2 separate regions of the Anas platyrhynchos genome follow, and region 1 is linked to region 2. The links are chromatin contacts, called in public Hi-C maps. All regions are on one chromosome and are shown on one strand. The core of a region is the stretch at or near the end of the contact, and the rest is flanking DNA. Distances in the headings are between cores, read along the strand shown. Region 1 holds the start of BTBD1 (BTB domain containing 1). Region 2 holds the start of WHAMM (WASP homolog associated with actin, golgi membranes and microtubules).

Region 1 (3,622 bases), core at 189-2,688, 140 kb after region 2:
TGCTGCTGTGTACTTTTTAAAGCAAAATCAGTTGCTGTAGCTCCCGTTTCCATGATTACTAAAAGGACCCCCTGATTCTTGTCGGCCTCCAAACAAAAAGAAATTGTTAAGATTTGGGCCCGTATTGCATAACAGAAAGCTCTGAAACACTACAAATTCCCTTCCAGGCAATGACATTTGTCTTCAAAATGTGCATTACAGATACCTGTTTAATACATTTTATAGATGTTGTGCCTAGCAGAGTTTCTTGTGAAAAATTTTTTAAGATTAAATAGATATTAGACATCAGTAGCCCATTTTGCATACGTTTTCCCCACCACTGCGCTCATGTTTTCCCCTGGGTGGTTTGCGTGTAAGCTGTGAGCTAACTGCACGCTGCTGCGCTCTCCACCCAAAGTATCTGAAATGTGTGCCTGCAATAGGCATTTCTCTGGTGAAGGGACACAGTTCGCTACCACTGCTGAAAAAGACGAGAGAACTGCAAGATGAGTAAGTTGTCAAAGTAAGTTATCAAATGAAATTAAAAGCCCAGTACAGCCTCGGTTCCTTCTCAGCCATCAGTAGGTGGATGGGCGGTTGCGACACTCTGGGATTGCTGAACCACCAATTCTCATCACCTTCATTAAAAGACGAAACCAAAAAGCCGAAATCAGCCCCTCCCCGTCCCATCCTGCGGGGCCACCGGACCCCAAACCGGGCTGGGAAGGGATGCGCAGGGAGGAGGCACGGAGCAGGACGCCGTGACCTTGGGTGCAGCCCCCGGCTGCCGGGCGGCCCCTCGGCACCTCGGGGGGGGGGGGGGACGACAAACGGGATGGGGCTCAGGGCACCGACCCCCGGCAGCTCACGAGGCTGAGGGGACGGAGCTGACAGGGGGGGAGCCGCCGTGTGGGGGCCACCCCCACCCCACACCCCCCCCGCCCACCCCCGTCCCGACCTGAGCAGCGCCAGGAAGGCGGCGGGCTCCACGTCGGGCAGCTCGATCTCGGCCGAGGTGGTGGCCATGCCGCCGTTGAACATCGCGTCGAAGACGGCGCTGCCGGCCGCCAGCACGAAGCGGTGGGCGGGGATGCGCTGCTGGCCGGGCCCGGGAGGAGCCCCCCCGCCGCCCCCCGAGCCGCCGCGGGGGCCGCCCTTGCCCACCACGAAGTGCACGTCGCTCAGCAGCTCGTTGGAGAAGAGGAAGGCGAAGCGCTCCCGCAGCGAGCCCTTGGTGGCCTGCCAGTTGTACAGCGGCTCCCGCTGCAGCACCGCGCCGCTCTCGGGGGAGGCGGTGGGAACGGTGGGGGCGGCGGAGGGGGCCGAAGCTGCGGCAGCGGCGGCACCGGGAGCGGCGGGAGGCGCCTCCCCGGGAGCCCCCGCACCGCCGCCACCGGCGGCCGCCATCGCCGCCCTGAGGGGGCCGCGCCGCGCCGGGCCGGGCGCTCAGGCAGCCCCGCCGCGCATGCGCCCCGCGCAGCCTCCCTGTGGGGCCGTGGGTGTCCGCTGGCCGCGCGGGTGGCTGAGGGGAGCGGGGTCCGGCCCGCCCGTTCCTTCTGGCACTTTGTCACCTCTGTCACTTTTTGTCACTTTTTGTCACTTGTCTGAGGGAGTGCGGTGTCCCCGCGTGCAGTGGGAATGCAGTTCCAGTGGGGAGAGCCGGCCTAGGCCGTAAAAAGGCAAAAGGCGGCTGTGCAGTCATGGAAATGTATTTCTGTGTGTGGCTGAGTAAAAGTTAACGGCTCTCCGGTTAAGGCTTGTGAAAGGCAAATTCACTTTTACAACACCTGATTCCTTATAATAACACTCAACACATATATGGATGCCCCTTTAAACTATTTCTGAGATAACTTGAGAATATGAATGACTGTTGCTATGTGCACCTTAAAATTTTTACACAAAGTGGTCTATTTAAAGTGTGCCTTCATGTCTGACATTTTATACTTCCCAGGAGGTTTCCAAAGCAAAACTTACTAATAGCGAATGTAGTAGACAGCACAGTTTTTTTCTGTCTAAATCAGCAGCCATCAAATTTAACATCCTTGGACCAGGGACTGGTCGTCTAAGGTCACTAAGTTGGTGAATTAATTCGGCAAATATTGAAAAAAAAATGGATCTATTTTATTTTATTTTTTACTTTACTACGTTAGTGGCTTCTGGAAAGGGAGGAAAAGGTTTGCGTTGTCACAGTCCTGTCAACCTGGAAAGTAAGGCGGATCCTTTTGCCATCTGCTGGAGCTCTGCTGGAAATGCAGCACGATGTAAATCACGGCGCTGAGGGCTGTTTATCAGAGCTCCTGGCTTGTCAGCATTTATGGAAGCGTGTGGCTAAAAGAGGAATATAATATGTCACCGCTCTGCGTTTAGGTTTATAATTAGGACAAAACTGAGACCGAGCAAATGTGGTCTGTTTCGCAGAACAAATTTTAGAGAACCTTAAGCAAGATGGAAGCAATTTCAGCGGGGCAAAGGGCACAAGAAGATATAGTATACCAACCATAAAGCAGCAAGCAGCTTTGCACACAGGCTATATTTAAAAGTAAAGTCATGCTGCTGACTTGGGAGAACGAAGCTAGCACCTCTGCACTTTCCTGGTCCCAAGGTGGACAAAGGGAGGAAAGGGGAAGAAACCCAAATTTCCTCTGCTAGGTTAGGGACTGGAAGCTCCGGAAGCTGAGATGTACCGCAGCTTGCTGCTTTGCTGTCTCATACCATTTCCATTCTGGGGAACCCCAAAGGATCATCTTGAGAATCCATTTTAGGGGGAGTTTTTAAAAAATGAAAAGAATCACTTGTCACTCAAAATGGGCAAAGGAAAAAAAAGAGGAAAATGGTGACAACATGGACAGAAAAAAAATGTTTTCTGGGAGTATATATATATATATTGTTATAGGATGATCTGGACATTAATGAGTTTCCTGCATTGTTGTCTTTCTCCTTTTACCTTTCTGTGATCACTGACAAGTTAGCTTGTCAACTGAGAGCCAACAGACACAACTGTCCTGCTTATACAGAACTGTGAAAATGCACACATGCTGTCATTAACACACCAGAGAAAGTTAACAAGGCTGGAAGAGGGCTGAGGAAAAAAAGGGGGAAAGGTGGGCCAATAAATTAAAAGAACAGTGGCTGGGGCAGACAGAATACATAAGATATTCATAGATAATCATAGAAAGAAAAAGCTATGCAAGAAAAAAATAAAAATTAAAAGAAATAATGATAAAGACCCATGAAACAGCCTGAGAAAGAAAGTTGAGAGTGAAAATGAGGAAAAGAACAACAATAAAAATAGTATGAAAGAAATCCAGTGTCTAAAAACAAAAACAATAAACAAACATGAAAAGAGACAAAGGAAAGGAGAAATGTGACCTTGATACCCATCAGACTTGTTAAGCTAAAAGCTAAATGGATTAATTCAAACAGTTTTGGAAGTGAGAGCTAAGAGAATATTAAATAACAAATTTCCCTTGATTTTTTTTTTCTTCATGTAGCCAATAAGCCTCAGACATTTGTTTCACCTTGTAAGATGAAACCTTGTTTCATCTTCATGCCATTTTCCTTCTTTAAAAAAATCATCTGGCTTTTCTTTGGCATTGTCAGTAGATAGATCATAGCCGTTTTTAAATATGATGTCACAGGATTG
Region 2 (3,852 bases), core at 74-2,573:
CGTCAGGGAAGGAGCATGGGGTTGTGTTGGTGAAGAAAAGAAGCAAGATTTGGGGGATGGTGGCTGTAGGGAACGAAGACTGCTGGCACATGGCAGCTTTCTGTGACTGTGCCCTGGGCAGTGAGCAACTGACACCACAGCAGTGCAGGAAGATGGCGGCAGCCCCTGAGGTGAACCTGGTGCCACTCTCCCTGAGGGAAGGTGGCGGTGCTGCCTCGCACTTGGCTGATGTGCTCTGCACACTGTTTTTCATGAAAATAATGCCTCTTTTATTATAATTATTATCCAATAAAATAATAGTCAAATAATATTATTATTAAATAATAATGATTGATATTAAACAGTAATATTAATAACATAAATAATAGCCACTAATAATAATTATATTAAATAATAATAAATATTTAATAAAATAATAGAGTAGTCAGAGCATTGGGATGGGTTGCGCAGGGAGGTGGTGGAGTCACTGTCCCTGGGGGTGTTCAAGGAAAGGTTGGACGTGGTGCTTAGGGGCCATGGCTTTAGTGGGCAATATTGGTGGTGGGGGGATAGTTGGGCATGATAACCTTGAAGGTCTTTTCCAACCTTACAGATTCTGTGTGTTTTTGTTTTTTTTTTTCCACACGCCACGCCTATCCCTCAGCCCTCACTCCCCAGACATTATTTATTTGTTTATTTTTTGGGCCCCTCGCTACAAGAAGGACATCGAGGTGCTTGAGTGGGTCCAGACAAGGGCGACGAAGCTGGTGAGGGGCCTGAAGAACAAGTCCTACGAGGAGCGGCTGAGGGAGCTGGGCTTGTTCAGCCTGGAGAAAAGGAGGCTCAGGGGCGACCTTATTGCTCTCTACAGGTACCTCAAAGGAGGCTGTAGTGAGGTGGGGGTTGGCCTGTTCTCCCACGTGCCTGGTGACAGGACGAGGGGGAATGGGCTTAAGTTGCTCCAGGGGAGTTTTAGGTTGGATCTTAGGATGAACTTCTTTACCGAAAGGGTTGTTAGACATTGGAACAGGCTGCCCAGGGAAGTGGTGGAGTCACCATCCCTGGAAGTCTTTAAAAGACATTTAGATGTAGAGCTTAGGGATATGGTTTAGTGGGGACTGTTAGCGTTAGGTCAGAGGTTGGACTCGATGATCTTGAGGTCTCTTCCAACCTAGAAATTCTGTGATTCTGTGTGATTTATTTATTTCCACACCGCTGGCGTGAGGCGCTGCTCGCCCCGCCCACCCACCACGAGAAGCCCCGCCCACCCCCCCGATAAACCCCACCCACCCCAGTAGTCCCCGCCCCCTGGCGGCTCCCCACCAATGGTAGCGGCGCGCTGAGCACCGCCCCTGGTTAAGGCGGCGGGGGAAGGTCCCGGGCCGGTCCCGCGGCGCCATGGCGGAGCCGGCGGCGGACAGCCTGGAGGGCTGGGTGGCCGTGCGCGACACCGCCTTCGCCCCGCCGCAGCAGCCGCCGCCGCGGCTCCGCTTCCTGGTGGGCTGGAACGCCGCGGAGGACGCCTTCGCCGTCACCTGCCACGGCCGGGCGGAGGGGGAAGCCCCGCGGAGCTGGGCCGGGCTCTTCTCGGCGCCGGCCCTGCTCGGCGTCCACCGGCAACTGGCGGCCGTGTGCCCGCGCCTGGAGCCCGCCTTCCCCGCCCTGCCCCGCTCCGCCGCCGCCACCGGGCTCTGGGCTCTGCTGTTCCCCGGTGGAGCCCCGGTGCTGGACGAGGCGGAGGCGCAGGAGCTGTGCCGGGCGCTGGAGCGCTACCTGGGCTGGGCCCTGGAGCTGTGCGGTGGCGGCGTGCTGCTGGACGCCCTGTTCGCCGCCGAGCGGCCCCGCGACGAGGAGTACTTCGAGAGCCTCCGCGAGCTCCGCGGGAGGGCCCTGCGAGGGCACCTGGCCCGGGCCAAGGAGGCCCTGCGGCTGGTACGGCCCTCCCCCGGGGGTGGGAAGGGGGTGAGGGCAGCGGGGCTCGGCCCCTGGTGGTCGTGGAGCCCTGGGGTCGGGCGTGGTGCTCGGCTGTAGGGGCCTGGGATGGTAGGGAGGGAGCGAGGGGGGTGTGTGTGATGTTTTCCTGCCCCTGGGCCTGCCCAGCGCTCAGCTCAGACACTCCTGGTGACCAGGAACTGCTAAGACAGTGCCCTCAACTACGGTGTCCTCGCCCTGTGCGAGCCCGGCTGTATTAAGTGGGGAATAACCCAGCTCGGTGTAAGACATCAGGGGCTTGCTTAAGCTGCAAGTGCTCCGACAAGAACACGCTGCTAAAAATACCCGGCGGTGTGCACCGAGTGGAATGACAACCAGAAGTGAAAGTACAAGCGTGACGTAGTTCTCCAGCCTCTTTGTGAAGGTGTCAGCCTCTTTGCACTGACGCCTTTCGTGGTCAGGTTCAGTGATGCCTTTCACTGGGGGCTTCTTCGTCAAGTTCTTCATTAAAACCAAGTAAAGCTGCGGGCCTGCACCAGATAGGTGTTTTGTGGTCAGAGTTCTTGAGTGTCAAAGTCTGGCCTAATGGTTTATGAGCTAATTGTTAGCCCTTTCTCCCTTTGATACCATAAGCTCCTCCTTTATCAGGAGGTGACTTGTGAATTTCACAAGTAATTTCCCTCTGTGCACTGTAAACAGCCTCCAGGAGCAGCAAGTGTTTCTGTTAGGCATTGGCACTGTGTATGTGTTAAATTCCTACAGGTGAGCCCTGGAGCTGTGAGCTACCACGGGCTCCTGCAACTGTATAAGGGGCCACAGGACTGATGGGATTATCAGAAACAATGCATTCATATCCTTTTGTCCCACTGTGCTGGGCCTGGGAAGAGGATGGGCAGGCAGTGCCCTTGAGCTTACTTCCACAGACCTTCCCTGGGGAGGTTGCTCTGCAGCTGGACTCTTGCTGCTGTGATCCTTCTTACCCCGACCCAGTGGGCAAGAGCAAAGGTGGTAGCTTAATTCCAGTGCTTTTCATTTGAGGCACAATCAAGCCCGTGTTTCTGAGGCTTTGTTTTCCCCACTTGTAGCACCAAGCACCCCCCTGTTCCCTTCCCTTAAGGAGCCGTAGAGCGAGCAGTGTCCTTCCAGGAAGCTCTGTGTTCCTCAGCAGAGCTCAGCTGTGCTCCTCCAGCTGGCTCACCGTGTCCTGGTGTGTAGAGTGCACCATGGTCCCTGGCAGCTGTTATCAAAGAAGAGTTTTTGAAGTTTTTATTGGTACCAATAAGAAGCACAAGTAATTGAGGGGAAGCTTCCAACTTCATTTTTGTCAAAGAGCAGATAAAGATCTCAGATGGGGCTGATGTGTCAGAAAGAGTCATTCACTGGAAGAATTACAGGTTACAAAGTAATATTGCTAGGCCTGAGATTAGAGAAAGCTATCACAAATTGTGCAAATGATAAAGGAACTTAACTGCAGGCTATATTAGGAGTAGGAATCTGGTTCTGAATTCTTATTTTTAGATGGCAGTCTGATGTTTCCATTGCCAAATCTGAAATTTGGGGTCCAGAAACTCTTTAGCAGGCATTCAGTAATTGTGGAAGAGATGCAAAAACTAGTTCAAGAATACTTTCCTTGTCCTTCCAGTCTGCAGAATTCCCATTTACCACTTGTGTTTCCAAAAACCAGTGACCAAGTCACCTGCACGCAGCTACTGGAATTCCTGACGTGGATGGCCCTAGGTCTGATGTTCCTTTCAGTCTCCTAATGCAACATGCAGCAATTAGTACCCTTAAGAGTGTGATGCTAATGATATTTCCTGCTGGGGGTGGCTGCTGACTGCCTGGCACACCGGGAAGCCTTGCCTATGCCATCCAAAGATAAAGAGCAGGTGCTTCCCTTGTTGGCAGTCAGCACACACAAATGCAAACCAGCTAACTCTTATT

The links. Hi-C and Micro-C count contacts between places; a contact is called where the count stands out from the background.
Region 1: a contact with region 2 is called in a Hi-C map of skeletal muscle, with 4 times the contacts expected there. The contact joins the promoter of BTBD1 here to the promoter of WHAMM in region 2. A contact is called at or near these places in 2 of 8 Hi-C or Micro-C datasets (both in skeletal muscle).

What each region holds. Positions count from the first base shown.
Region 1 is chr11:15,164,541-15,168,162 of IASCAAS_PekinDuck_T2T, forward strand. It overlaps BTBD1 (BTB domain containing 1), which reads right to left and starts at 1,439. Exons shown (of 8, transcript XM_027466064.3): 1 at 938-1,439. The coding sequence starts at 1,386.
Region 2 is chr11:15,024,368-15,028,219 of IASCAAS_PekinDuck_T2T, forward strand. WHAMM (WASP homolog associated with actin, golgi membranes and microtubules) reads left to right here and starts at 1,324. Exons shown (of 10, transcript XM_005026944.5): 1 at 1,324-1,911. The coding sequence starts at 1,378.